Regions from separate parts of the Mus musculus genome. Here regions 1 and 2 are each linked to region 3. The links are chromatin contacts, called in public ChIA-PET and HiChIP or PLAC-seq maps. All regions are on one chromosome and are shown on one strand. Each heading gives the region's core, a stretch centred on a gene start, on an enhancer-like site or on the middle of the called end of the contact. The rest is flanking DNA. Distances are from core to core; before and after follow the strand shown.

The links. ChIA-PET counts read pairs in DNA pulled down with a chosen protein or histone mark. HiChIP or PLAC-seq counts read pairs in DNA pulled down with a chosen protein or histone mark.
Region 1: an H3K27ac HiChIP or PLAC-seq map of regulatory T cells shows a contact between it and region 3, with 3 times the contacts expected there. The contact joins two enhancer-like sites. A contact is called at or near these places in 4 of 484 Hi-C or Micro-C datasets (CD4 T cells, Th2 cells and epidermal suprabasal cells) and 3 of 115 datasets of contacts at active chromatin or transcription factors (CD8 T cells, memory CD8 T cells and regulatory T cells).
Region 2: a contact with region 3 is called in an RNA polymerase II ChIA-PET map of memory CD8 T cells, with 13 read pairs. The contact joins two enhancer-like sites. A contact is called at or near these places in 1 of 484 Hi-C or Micro-C datasets (CD4 T cells) and 1 of 115 datasets of contacts at active chromatin or transcription factors (memory CD8 T cells).

The regions. Positions count from the first base shown.
Region 1 is chr15:61,409,376-61,414,110 of GRCm38.p6, reverse strand. No RefSeq gene overlaps it. Among named protein-coding and RNA genes, the nearest start is that of Gm24696, 54 kb to the right of the region's middle. Within about 2 kb of position 2,145, at least 12 of the 459 cell types and tissues checked have an H3K27ac peak or open chromatin away from gene starts, as enhancers often do. A contact at or near this core is called in CD8 T cells, Th2 cells, memory CD8 T cells and 1 more, where this site is marked.
Region 2 is chr15:62,166,763-62,171,496 of GRCm38.p6, reverse strand. The region is part of intron 1 of Pvt1 (Pvt1 oncogene); the gene reads right to left. Among named protein-coding and RNA genes, the nearest start is that of Pvt1, 130 kb to the right of the region's middle. Within about 2 kb of position 2,011, at least 65 of the 459 cell types and tissues checked have an H3K27ac peak or open chromatin away from gene starts, as enhancers often do. A contact at or near this core is called in memory CD8 T cells, where this site is marked.
Region 3 is chr15:61,668,099-61,672,499 of GRCm38.p6, reverse strand. No RefSeq gene overlaps it. Among named protein-coding and RNA genes, the nearest start is that of D030024E09Rik, 100 kb to the left of the region's middle. Within about 2 kb of position 2,034, at least 13 of the 459 cell types and tissues checked have an H3K27ac peak or open chromatin away from gene starts, as enhancers often do. A contact at or near this core is called in CD8 T cells, Th2 cells, memory CD8 T cells and 1 more, where this site is marked.

The DNA of each region.
Region 1 (4,735 bases), core at 896-3,395, 260 kb after region 3:
CATCGTCTCAGCCTCTATGAGGATTCATTAGAATTCTTACCAACATTTTTGTTAGTGACTGCCTATGAATGCACATCACTTTCCTCAGCCACTAATTAGCTTTAACTGTCATTTGTACGCAGTGTCAAATTTCCTGAGAAAGGGGTCTCACTTGAGAAATTACTCAAAAAAGATTAACCTGTGAGCATTTCTTTGAGGGATTGTCATGCTTGTTAATTAATGTAGGAGGACCCAGCCCACTATGGACAGCAATATTCCCTAGGCAGATGGACTTGTGATGAAAGCTAGCTAAGAAGGAACCTGTGAGTTAGCAAGCAGCATTCGTTCATGGTGTCTGCTTTATGTGTCTGCTTGAATTCTTGTCCTGACATCCTTCAATGATGAACCATAATGTGTAAGTTTTAATGCTTCCTTTCTTTCCCCAGACTGATTTTGATCAGAATGTTTGATCAGATCAACAGAAAGGAAACGACAGAAAAAAATCGTGAGAGGAACATGAAGGTAACACACTCATGGAGCAAAGATGAGAAACTTCAGAAAACTTCAGCATCCTGCACAAACGGAAGTAGAAAATTATTCTCAGGTGATGATACTCTTATTGATAAATAACATTTTCCATTTAAACTTTAATCTAGCATTAACATAGTCATCAGATAATAAATATTTGTATTTTTAATTTCACGATTTTGAAAAAGATACTAAGCATTCTGGAACAAACTAAAAATCAAGATTAAATTCATTAGAACTCATATTATATACATTCCTGTCTTTGTAACTTTCATTTTGTATGTGTAAATTACTCAGTGAAACTCACACATACATAAGCAGAGATGATGCATCCATAGCAGAGATGACTCAAATATTAGATTTGCTTTCTGAGTCCATTATGAGATGATAAGAAATTCTTGAAGGATAGAATTGTTGGAGATAGAAGGAAAAGAACTTGGAATAGAACTTTCTTGGAATAAGACACTACTTCTAGTTCTGAAGTCTTAGATCCTTCCAATATGTCTATGAAAACCCAGAGGACTATGATTGTTTCTCATCTTTAGGATTTTGTGTTTGTATTTCAAATGACCTCTACAGTTTTTATGCTCTATGAAGAATTCTCTTGCCCTTAACATGTACTGGATGGACTGCAGAACTGAGTTCATTATTATGCCATCACATTTGAACATGGAGACCATTATTCCTAGGCCCCATTGTTCATTATGCTAAATGGATCAATCCACAGCAATAGCATCTGGGAGCCTGTTAGAAATTCTAAATGCTGGGGGTATCTCTTGACTAATGCATCAGGATATGATTTTAAAAGATCCCGAGATCATTCTGACATACATAGAAAAGTTTGAGAAGCCTGAGTATAGAGAAATGGTTCATGGAAGACAATAGGCAGATTCATCACTTGGGCTAGAGAGAGATGCAAGTACCTACTTCTCTCCTACCTGGACCTACAACAGGAAGAACTTGCTAACCTAATTTGTTTGACTTTAGAACAGGGACTAAATTGCCAGAATGAAGACAAGAGTGATTCACATGAGTTAAAGTTTCCCAGCAATGTTAACTCATCCTGTCTTTACATGAATCTGAGAATCCATGATTTTTTGAATTCTTCACCATCGTAACCCTTTCCTTGGTCCTGCCCAGCTGAGTATTCAGGCTGAGCATTAGAGGAGATGACCCATTCTTTTCCCTCTAGTCTCCATTATTTTTTAGTAAACATCCATATCTATAGAGAAGTGAGTTTTCTGCATTTGTGTGTAATATCTTCTCTACTCTTTCCATTTACCTTCTGTAGTTTGATGATAAAATTGGGGAATAGGATTGATGAGGCCTTCCAGTCTATTAAAGAGGCCCTGTGACTTCACCTGCTTTACTGACTTAATAGCAGCAACACAGTTCAAGGAAATATAGACACTGTTTTTTTTCCTTTTTAAATTATTGTTCTATGTTCATATGGAGCCACAAAAGTGTAGTGGGAGTCATTGCTGCAATCTGCATTTCTTACTAGAGTCCCACATTGAAAGATATTTTGGTGCCTTTAGGTATTTATAGAACGTTGACTTATTTTCCACACAGACCATGCTCCCTGGAGCATGGCCCCTGTGTCAGAGAACTCTAAAGGAGAACGTTGAGTAGGTAGGCCACCACAATACCACAGACACTTCCCCAGGTGTGTGAACTGAAGAGGCTTCTGCACATAAGAGTTTTTGTTTCAAATCAGAATAATATTTTGCTTTCCATGGGATTAATGAGAAGGTTGTATTAACAAATGTGTAGGCCATGTACTTCTTGAAACACTAAGATAGATGTTTCGGTTGTTAAACTCTTAGTTGAATTTTAAGAATAATATAGAAATAATAATACATTTTGAACAAAAAAGAATCAGAAGTCTTAAGTGATTTCTCAAAAATGCCACAATCTATCAGTGCTGGATCTTGGGCTGGAAACACGGGGCCTCTTTTTCTTTTCATCTGCTTTTCTTGCATACAAAGCAGACGCACCTTTTTTTTTTTTTTTAAATGTTCTCTGACATTTGAACGATATCCCCTCTATCCTCCATTTATTTTCCAGCTTAACATCAATCCATCTCAGGTTCAGTCTCTTGGAACCTAATGCTTCACTCACATCATTATGGATCAGCTTCTTGCAGAGTTGGAGGTGAGGCAGCATCCAGAGTTGAAGCAGTTGTTTACCATTTGTATTTCAGGTGGATCAGCAAAATGGGACATCGAAGTTGAACCAAAGTCATAATAAAACATCCTGAGGTACATAAACACTCTGTAATAGACTAATACAGTTCCTCCAGGCACCAACAGAAACCTTGACTACTTCCCTTGACTACTTCAGTCAAATCTTCTGATAAAACCAAACCCAACTTGGAAACGTCCATGTATACAATGGACATGGCTGTTTCCAGAGAAGACTGCCCTTCAGGAGCTGCATGGAGCTACTTGAGTGCACTAAACACTGTCTAAAGCTGATTATCAAGAGAAGCATGATAAAAATCAGAAGCTCAAACATTCGGGAATGAGGTATACCTGACATGTCCTAAAGGTCTATCTTTTAAACTCAGGAAAGGTCTCTTGAAACTTTCAGATCCTCCTTCACTGAATCAACTCTTAGACTACTCAAAACTGGAGTGTTAACCTCTTTTTTTCCAAGATGACTGCCCTAGGTAGCAAATAACCTTGTCTCATATTTGCAGAGTTTTTTCACTGTACCATTTAAAACCTCTCCCCGGTGGCCAGTGTGTGACCCAATCCTGAATTCATTCATTCTTCTAGTAATTCTGTAATTTAAAATGTTTGAATACCTTACACTATCTTTTATAAATTAGATTCCAGTTTTCAGAAGGAACACAATGTTGAAGAACACTTGTTTATAAATCTATAGATTTCTAAGAGTTGATAATCTTTTACTCACAAGTATCAAATATTTCTTAAGTAAATTTTCTGTCAAATGCAAGGATGTATGGGGGAAAATTAAAGAAAAATAATTGGAAAAAGAATAGTGTGGTGCTAAACCATTTGATAACATGATCAGGGATGTCTGGCATTTGAGCCAAGGCCTAAATGATACAATAAAGAAATATGTGGGCATCTGGAAAAAGAGCATTCTAAGAACGAATCACAATGATGAAGACCTTAAGGTCAGAGTGTCTTTGACTGTTTAAGAAGCCAAAAGGAAGGCAAATTACTGGAATGAAAAGAAAAGGTGAGTTCAGATAGGTTCACACTGCCTAGCTTATAGGGACCAGAATTCAGGAAACAAAAGTTATGAGGGAGAAGCAATGTTGAGTAGTTCTCTATGATGCTTTTCCAAGTAAGAAGATATATTTGGCTAGGCTGCTGGCAGTAATATCTAAATAACTTTAAAAGTCCCACAGTCTGTACATACTAAAAGTTCCATCCCTTTAAATTCCTAATATCTTTTAAAATTCAGAGTCTTTTAAAAATTCAAAGTATCTTAACGGTGGGCTACACTAAAATACTTTCTTCCTTCGAGAGGGAAAAGCATCAGGGCACAGTCACAATCAAAAGCAAAATCAAACTCCAACTGTGCAATGTCTGGGATCCACTCACGATCTTCTGGATTCCTCCAAGGGCTTGGATCACTTCTTCAGCTCTGCCCTTTGTAGCACACACCTTGTCTCCTAGGCTTCCAATGCCTGTATTCCACTGTTGCTGCTGTTTTTGGTGGTCATCTCATGGCACTAGCATCTCCAAAACACTGTTGTCTTCTGCTGCAACTAGGCTTTACTAATAGCCTCTCATAGGCTCTCTTCATGGTGCCAAGCCTCAACTCCTTTGCATGACTCCTTCAGTCCTGGGCCATCAATTGCAACTGAGGCTGCACCTTCACCAATAGCCTTCCTTGGCCTCTCATAGTACCAAGCCTCAGCTGTTCTTCATGACCCCTTCATGCCTTCAAAACCAGTACCACCTGGGTGACTCTTACACATTACCAAGTCCAGCCACAGCACAAGGTACAACTTTGGCTATCTCTGTAACATAGCCTCTGTGCTCTCAGAAAACACTTCCCAGAAGATTTCACCTCAATTATTAAGTTATTCAAAAGATCAAAAAGTCAAAAATGCTTAGAAGGTCAAGAAAAATTGGTTACAGTTATTAGGTCACTTCATGAGTTTCAGTATGAAGCATGAGTAGGTCTTTTGTAGAACACGAAAAGAATGAGTAGAACTCTCATTTACTGCCATAGGTCACTATATAGT
Region 2 (4,734 bases), core at 762-3,261, 500 kb before region 3:
GACACTGGCTGCCAGGGGTCAAAATGAGAGTCCCAGTAAGTAGCAAGTATCTCTTCGGTTCTCTGACCCTGACTTGTATTCAAAGATAGATAGCAGCCGTGGTTACCTTCTTGGATGCTGAGGAAGTCAACACAATACAGCCCCAGCTCACAGTAGGGGCTTGATAAGCATTTTGTTATTCTCAGTGTCTAACTGCTGTCACTCATTGATCCTCCTGCTTAGTAAGGAGCTTTCTTAGAGAACTGGGTTAATTCTTACCATGGTGAGTGTTTGCTATCCCAGTGCTTGGTAGTTACAAGCAAGGCTGTTCTCACTCTACTATCTCTTCCCACTGCACCCTCTCCGCCTTCCGACTTCTGCCATATTGTAAGGCAGATGCAGTTGCCCAACCATGAACTAACTTCCCAAAGCCCAGAAACACAAACCTAAACAAGCATCTTTGCTTTATAAGTTACTAAGCCTCAAGCACTTGGAGACTTAGACACTTACTGAAAAGGGGCTTGAAAAGAAATAAATAGACCAAGATGTTTGCTTTGTTTTAAATACAAAAGAGGGACAAAACAAAAACAAAAAACAAAAACAAGCAAATAAAAACCAATAACAACAACAACAACAAAACACCAAAGAAATGAACACATTACTGTGTGAGCCAGCACTGAGCACGAAGCAGTAATCAGTCCCACGCAGCATCATGTTTCTTCCCTGGCACACAGCAGTCACTCATTCCTTGCACATATTCCTGTTTTCAGAAGATAGATGGGCTAAATCTTACAGAGCTGTCCAACCTTTTGCTATTGCGATATGATAGTGTCATCTATGAAAGTAGTGAACTGCATTAACAGCTATCGTAAGACTCAAGTGGCCTATTGGCCACAGGTTAGACACACCTGGTTCCAAATGGCTAAACTAGTATCCTGGGTAACACCTAAGGGTGTCAAAGATTTGATCACTAATTGGTGAGGTCATATATCCTTGACTCCCCAGCACAGCTAAAAAAAAAAAAAAAAAGCCATCGAGGAAAAACACCCTCAAGAAATGCAACTCAGGCAGTGTGTGAAGCCTTTCCTCTGCACAGCGGTGACCTAAAGAGAATGGCAGGGACTGCTATCAGTCCCAGTTAGGGCTTAAGAAGCCAAGGCTCAGAAGAGCCATGAACAGAACATTGGGGCTCCACAGAGGAGAAGCTCGGAGGGGTAGGGGAAGGTATAGCTTCTACAAACTGGGAACTGGAAGACGGGATGCTCTCAGGTCAGTGAGGGCCACTATGATTCTATGGAGAAAGGCTATTTGTCCCAAGAACTCTGGTTTCTAAGCCAAGCTCCCTGAGCAGTAGGCACACATGGGGTCAGGGTAACATCATGTGCGAAGAATGGAGCAGATAACAGGTGTAAACATGGTCACTGGTGAAACTGAGGATTCGGTGAAGTGTGGGAGGAAGAAGGGTCCTAGAAGGTCGATGGTGCCGGTAGATTTCCCTGAACCATGAGAAGCCCGTCATCTCACTGTTGTCCACCTCAAACTTTCCTTTTCATACCTACCCTTGCATTCACCTTTCTTTTATAAGAACCTTCCTACCATAGGGGTGTCAAGTGATGAAGTCACCACCCAAAGTAGTTTCATTTCTCCAACCTCAAAACCCTCCTTTCCTGCCGCACACTCACAGCTTGTCACCCAGAACATCAAAGCCATTGCTTTCCGGAAAGCTTCTCTGATCACCTGGGTGACTTGTGGAGATAAAAACAACCTACCCCACACTAGAGATCATCTACTTCCTGCTATGTCTTGGTCAAGGCAAGAGCTGGAAAATGGGGCCAGAGTGTACCAACAAACACTTCCCAAAGAGTTGTAAGGTCCCAACCCAAAAGCACTTTCTACCAAGGGCTCTTGCCAAGGCAGACAGTTGTACCAAGCTATCTCTGTCTTTTTCAAATAGAAACTATAATGGTCTCATGTTCACTCTGTAGAGTCTCTACTTACTGAACTGTAATGACAGCTCATTTGCATACAGGAAAAGTAAGTCAAGCAGTTACACACACTCTGGGCTGTAGTTTTTGGTGACTCACAGAAGAAAGCGTATAGATTATTTCCATTCGGCTCCATCCTCCAATTACTTAAGTGATGGAAAGTCACAGAGCCAATGGGACCCCTGGGGAAGTTCCAAGCTACTGGGAATTCAAACAGTTAATGTAAGTTTAGCAGGGAGTTTCCCGTGGTGCACAGGTGCACCATCAGGTGGGCCGTGATGGAGAGTCCCACCCCTGAGACACCTCGCACCTCATCTCAAGAAATGATCTTCTAGAAAGACAAGGAAATACCGAGTCCCAGGGCCCATGATCCAGGAAGTCACATCTCCAGGTCTACTCTTCCAGGAAGCCAGTGTTGAACCTACCTCATATTATAAACTTCCTATTTGTAGCCATGGTGCACGACTCGTATAAGGAGCTCAGTAGTAGAACATTGTCCAAATAGTAACCACTTGCTGAATGAATAGTGCTTGGGTGAAAACATTCCCTAAATACTGATTGCTTATTTTGTGCTAGGTACCATGCATCCATCATTAAAAACAGTTGCTTGGTACAACCAACTGACACTCAGCTGCCAGCTTCTTTGGAGACAACTTTAGCTGAACAGGGTCAGACTCAAGTATCCTTCCAGGCAAAGCTACATTGTCACTGATCAACCGTCATGCCACCACAATTCAGGACAGTTCTCAAAGAGCATTCTAGTGTGGTCTATGCAGAGCTCTCTCTGAGGCTATGCTATGCTCAGACACCTTCACAGCTTGATGGCTCCTTCCAATCCTGATTCCTTCCATGCGTTTCACAATTGTTGATCCCAATGTACTCCAGAGTAAGCATCCTGCTTATTAACCTACACACTGATACCTGCCTCAGAGAAAAATTCAGCATGTAAGATGCAGGATCTCATGACCCATCTGTGGTGGCCCAGGCCTGTAACCCCAGCATTCAGGCAACTGAGATATGACGATTAGTAATTCAGGCTAGCCTGGGTTAGATGGAAAGTTACAGGCCAACGAGGGTAGTTTTTTATTTGTTTTTGTTTTGTTTTGTTTGTTTTTTTACTTTGTTTATTTGGGTTTTTGTTTTGTTTTGTTTTTAATGATGGATTCTCAAGGCTCTGTGTTATCACATAAAAGCTCTAGTAAGGCAGGTAACATCCCTATAGATGAGGAAACAATGCATCGACAAGAGTATGGGATTCAAGGCTCACAACTATGACTAATGAGCAGGAGCTATGAAAAAGGTTCAGATCTTCATGTTTGTTGCAGTGTGTGCCTAAGTCCTAGGCCATTAGAGTCATACATGGTCTATCTTTGTTCCCCCAGCACACTATTCATGAAATAGCATAAGCAAAACGTTCCTCATGTGATTAGATGATGATTGGATGGACAGAATGTAATGTAATCATATATTTGTTGAACAAGGAAGTCAGCTGAACCTGCTATAGCATAAACGACCAACCACAGTGATTTGACACTCAGTGTGCAAAGCTTGGTGAACCTTTGGTTGTATAATGTGTAGGATTTAATGGCAAAGATAACAACTAAAGAACTCCTGAAAAACTTCCTGGAGGAGGCATGTGTGATTTACATGATTTGAAAGAAGGAGCGAGGAAGATGTACAAGGACACTGGGTTAATAAACCAGGCCTTTACTTTGCTATCCAATGAACAGGACACATGCTTCACACGACAGTCCAAAAATGCAAAGTGTGGAAGAATTCCACAGCCATAGCCTTCATTACTAGATCAGTGAACCATGGTGTTCCTGCGGTCCCTGTGGAGAGGTCACAGAAGGCCACCAACACATCACTATGGTCTAAATCCTCATTCCTATAGTGATGAGAAACTCTCAAGCTCCTGGAATCAAGGAGATGACAGCTGGCAACCCGAGCTTCAGAACTGATGTGAGATTTCCCAAATTAGCCACCCCTTGAGCAGTCCACAGTTGCTTTGGGTGCCTTGGCTTCCATGGTCGTGAAGTAGAAAGAGCCTCGGAGGCAACCAGGAGCTTCTTCATTCTGAGAAGATAGCCATAGGAGAAGCAGAACCAGCCTTGGGAAAAATCCAGACCCTAGCTTCAGTCTCCCCATTGAAAAGGTACGGACACTTGGAGGACCTCCTTTAGTTAAGATCCTAGAGTCCAACTGACCTCCTTTCTGAGGATAATACTTGAGATACATGGGCTATCGAGAAAGGGAAATGAGAAGAGCTTGGGGCTTGTGCAGACAACGGTCGGTGAGGACAGTGAGAGAGGGTGATGTTTGCTTGAGGCAATTAGGAAACAGGTGATACACAGAGCTAAACGAGAAGGGTGTTCCAGAATCCATTGCTGCCTTTAGCTTATTATTATAGCATATCCCTGAGCTGGGAGCACCTCACTAGCCAAATGCCAGGGCCAGAGGTGGCAGTCAGGGGGGACAGTTCAAAGAACCAAAGTCCAGGGCAGACCTTGATGTCAGTATCAGGTAGCAGACGACGCATATCGCAGGGAGGCAGTATAGCTCAGAATTTAGGCAGAGTTCTCGCTACTTCCTTCCTGTGTAGCATCAGGTATACAGAGTGAAGTTTGCCTCTGAGATTGTGGCCTTTCAGGAACATGGGGCACAGACTCAAGCACCTTAAATGATTCAATGAAAACTAAACATAGAACAATCTGTGTGGATTGCCTTCAACATAATGCAGTAAGTGGATGCTAGGGTCCTCAAGATCCCA
Region 3 (4,401 bases), core at 785-3,284:
AAAAAATTTCATGGGAAAATCCAGACAAATATAAACAACAAAATATAAATGAGCCATACTCTCATTGTGGAGAAATAATTAGTGCTCGGGTTTCGATGGGTAGAATAGTCTCATGTCTTAGTCCCTTCTTTGATGCCATTATTATAATCCAGGGATCTCTGCAGTCTAGTCTTGACTGCTATTATGGTAAAGGCTCTCTACTTCATTGGAAACATATAATTATTAGGGAATATGAGAGCTTTAGACATAATCTTCAAAAATTGTTAAGTGTAATTCTATTCAAAACCAATTGTGATATTTTTCTTAACATTTCTTCTCATTATTAGGGTATTTAAAATATTACAAATATACATCACAAGATTGATTGATTGATTGATTGATTGATTGTATATGTGGCATATGTGCACATGTACACATTATGTTTGTGTGTGTATATGGACCATTGTAATTCAGAAGAGAACTAGGGATCTTCTGAAACTGTAATTATAGCTATTTGCAATCCTAGGTGGGAGCTGGAGAGCAAACCCCACTCTTCTGAAAGAACATCAAGTGCTCTTAAACATTTCGCCATCTCTCCACCCCTACACATGAATTTCTAAAATTTCTATTTATCCCAGACCAGTCATATCTCCATCATATCATATCTCACATATAACCTTTATTCCTCTCCTCTAATCTTTTTGTTACATTCTTTTTAATTCCCTCTCTTCTTTGCTCATGACATAGACTCACAGTAACAGAGAGGGATTGGAAACTATACTAAGCAAGAAAGAAACTCACTTAAATGTTCACTACCTTCACGTTTCAGCAATTCCTTACTAACTATTCTGATCACACCTTATAGAAATATAGTTGGCATGAATGACCTTTCCTTTGGAGGATAATAGAGAGGAAAGAAGAGCCTGCAGTACAAAGGACAGAAAAAGAGTTAGCAAAGACAAAGTTCTTGTTAGAAAATGTCAACAATAAAAGTAGGCTTGAAATCCTATCATCTACTTGAATGAATCTCATTTACTCTTATCAGAAGTATTTTCCTTAGTGCTTCAAGTAAGTAATAATATTTAAATATTATTCTTTTGTTGCACATCTAAATCCAAAGGAGTTTTATGTTAATGTTGGTATTATATGATAAGTGTGCTTGATAATATTTTGTATAATTTTAACAAATGTTACCTGAAAAATGACCATGGAAAGGTGTTGAACCATTTTGATAATTTCTCCCTCTTTCCATCATTTTGGTGTTGAACTAATGTTTTCTCTCATTTCTATGTTAAGATCAAGAAGAGAGCAAACATGAATTCCTCAGATTTTTTCCTTTTAAAGGAGATAATTCTGTACTTTCTGTTTGCAGTTGTAGTCTGGGAATATAGTTCAGTCGACTGCCTTAAGCTACAGACTAAATGAAAACAGGAAAGAAGAAACCAGCCTTGTAAAAGAATATGTTTTCACAAGTTGGCAGTCTACTCTAAGCCTAGAAATTTCTCCATAATTACAAGAAAACACATGGATTTCTGAAGAGCTTGGTCTTTTTTTGAGTGTTGGACACATAAATGTAATTATGTTGCCTTAAAAGTTTTGTAACTTTGACAACTTCTTGAATATTCTTCACATGGGAGGGGAGTGCATTAAACTGGGTGGTGGATTTATACAGGAGGAAAAAAGAGGGGGAGGAAACCAGAAGGAAGAGGATGTGGGTTTTTGTCGCCTTAAAATTCAGCTGAAATCTGCAGGAAACTCAAGCAAAGAAATTACGAAGTCTTAAGGTGATCTTCGAAAGGAACAAACAACCCTGGGGTCACTTCAAAATTCAATCTTCTCTGATAGATGGGATGAGTCAAGTGAACAAATCCTGGTGTCTTTCGTAAGCTTTACAAAGCATCATGTTTAATCTTTGCATTCTTCGATCTCTCCTTTGCAATTACTTTCAAATATAATTTGTTGCTTATTTGTATAACACGTGGTTATTGACAGGGTCTTACGTGTCATGCTCTAATTTTGGTTCTGAACATCATAGGTATGAACTTGTCAGGGAAAGTTTCTTATGCAGCCTCTGCATATATGATGGGAGAAAGTTCCCCATTGATTGAAAAAGGATTAAGCTAATATAGCAGAGTGATGGGTTAGGAATGGTGTTGGGCAGGGGAGGGTCTCTGAGAAAGGGAGGGATTCAGAAACTGTGAGACTGGAGGATGGAACCAGTTCTTCCAGATTTGAATGCAGAGAGCTCCTGGCTAAGGGACCAAGAAGAGAAAAATGTTTGGAGGTAGTGTCTTGGTAGTCTATTATTGGATAGCACATTATTTTAAGGCATTTATTGTGTTGCAGTTTCTTGGTGTCAGAAATGCCAGCATGACTTAGCTGGAAGCTCTGGATCAGGGTTTCTTTGAAGCTGAAATGAAGACATTGGCTGGGCTCTTGCCACTTAGTGGCTGAAATGGCTTTGGGATGGAAAGATGGTATGGCTTTGAGCTTGTTCATACTCTTGGCGGCAAAATTTACCTTCTTTAGGTTAAACTGGGGGATAGGCATATATGTCCTTACCAGTATAGTTTTTGCTCTGAGCAAGTGGCAGCTTGTAGCATGGATGTTTCCTTCATCAGAGCAAGAAAGAAAGCAAAAGGAGTAAGTCACCACAATGGGGGCTACTGTCTTTTATATCCTGACTTTGTGTGTGATATTCCATCACCTGTGCATGGCATGCTCTGTTCGTGAGAAGCAAGTCACTAGGTTCTGAGTTGAGGATTCCTGAAAGGTGTTAGCTTGAAGGAGAAGAGTTTCTAGAGTTTAAATTCCTAGGAGCTTCAAAAGGCTAGCGGTTGCTATGCATACAAAGGCACAGAGGCAGCACTAGAGAGGCTTGAACCTGCTGAGTGTTACAGTAGGGGTATGGGGTGTGGTATATGGGGAACCTGCTGAGTGTTAGCATAGGGGTATGGAAGAAACCTCAACACAATACATGTCTTATGTAATATGTTATGCAACACTAGGCTACCAAGATATCACCTCTAAACAGTTTCTCCTCTGGGTCCCTCAGCCAGGAGCTTTCCTTTCATTCAGATCTTGAAGACTTGGCTTTATCCTTCAGTCTCTGAGTTTCTTAATCCCTCCCTCTTTCAGATACCCTCATGTGTCATCAAAAAGAAGACTCGAGGAAGACGATGGGGATTGGGCAGGTCAAGGAAAGTTCTACAGAAACTTGCTGATGGGAGTTTGCAAAGAAGTTTTGCAGTGGTTAAAATTCTAATCAGACCATCCAATTTAGGTTGCCACAGTCATGTGAGTAGTAGGAGGGATAGACTGACAGTTGGGAACAAGTTAGGATCCATTTTCACTGTTCATTTGAAGATGGGGTATCTTATACACAGAAGGAAATCTAGCTATAGGAAAGAGGAGGACAGAATGAATTGTACTTTGGAACAAAATAAATAGGAGTTGTTATTGGCTTAGATGGAGGTGATGAGAAAAGAGCAAACAAGAGTGTCTTAGAATTTGTGAACTTAGTTTTCTTGTGTTTGCTCTTATTGAAGAGCTTGAAGTATGAGAGCTGGGAGAGCCCCTAAGCATTCTATAACCAACATCTCATCCTGTAGGTAAAGATGCTGAGTAGAAGCCATGGCACCTTTCTAGTCATCAGCCTCCTCTACTGGAACATGGGAGGCTGGGCTAGACTGCACATTAAAAGGAATGGGGAAATTATGTGATTCTATTCTATTAAAAATACAGAGAAAAAGACATGCCTTGAATGAAGCCATTCATTGGACTGAACTGCCTTGTATCCTGGTCCATATTTTGAGTGAAGCAAGGTAGAAAAAAGGTCAGATGTTGGTAAATGGTGAAAAGCTGGAAGCAATCCCACTAAAATCAGGGACTAGATAAGGCTGCCCACTTTCTCCCTACCTATTCAACATTGTACTTGAAGTCCTAGCCAGAGCAATTCGAAAACAAAAGGAGATGAGGGGATACAAATTGGAAAGGAAGAAGTCAAAATATCACTTTTTGCAGATGGTATGATAGTATATATAAGTGACCCCAAAAATTCCACCAGAGAACTCCTAAGCCTGATAAACAGCTTCAATGAAATAGCTAGATAAAAAATTAACTCAAACAAGTCAATGATCTTTCTCTATCCAAAGAATAAAAAGGCTGAGAAAGAAATTAGGGAAACAACACCCTTCTCAATAGTCACAAATAATATAAAATACCTTGGCATGACTCTAACTAAGGAAGTGAAAGATCTGTATGATAAGAACTTCAAGTCTCTGAAGAAAGAAATTAAAGAAGATCTCAGAAGATGGAAAGATCTCCCATGTTCATGGATTGGCAGGATCAATATAGTAAAAATGGCTATCTTGCCAGAAGCAATCTACAGATTCAATGCAATCCCCATCAAAATTCCAACTC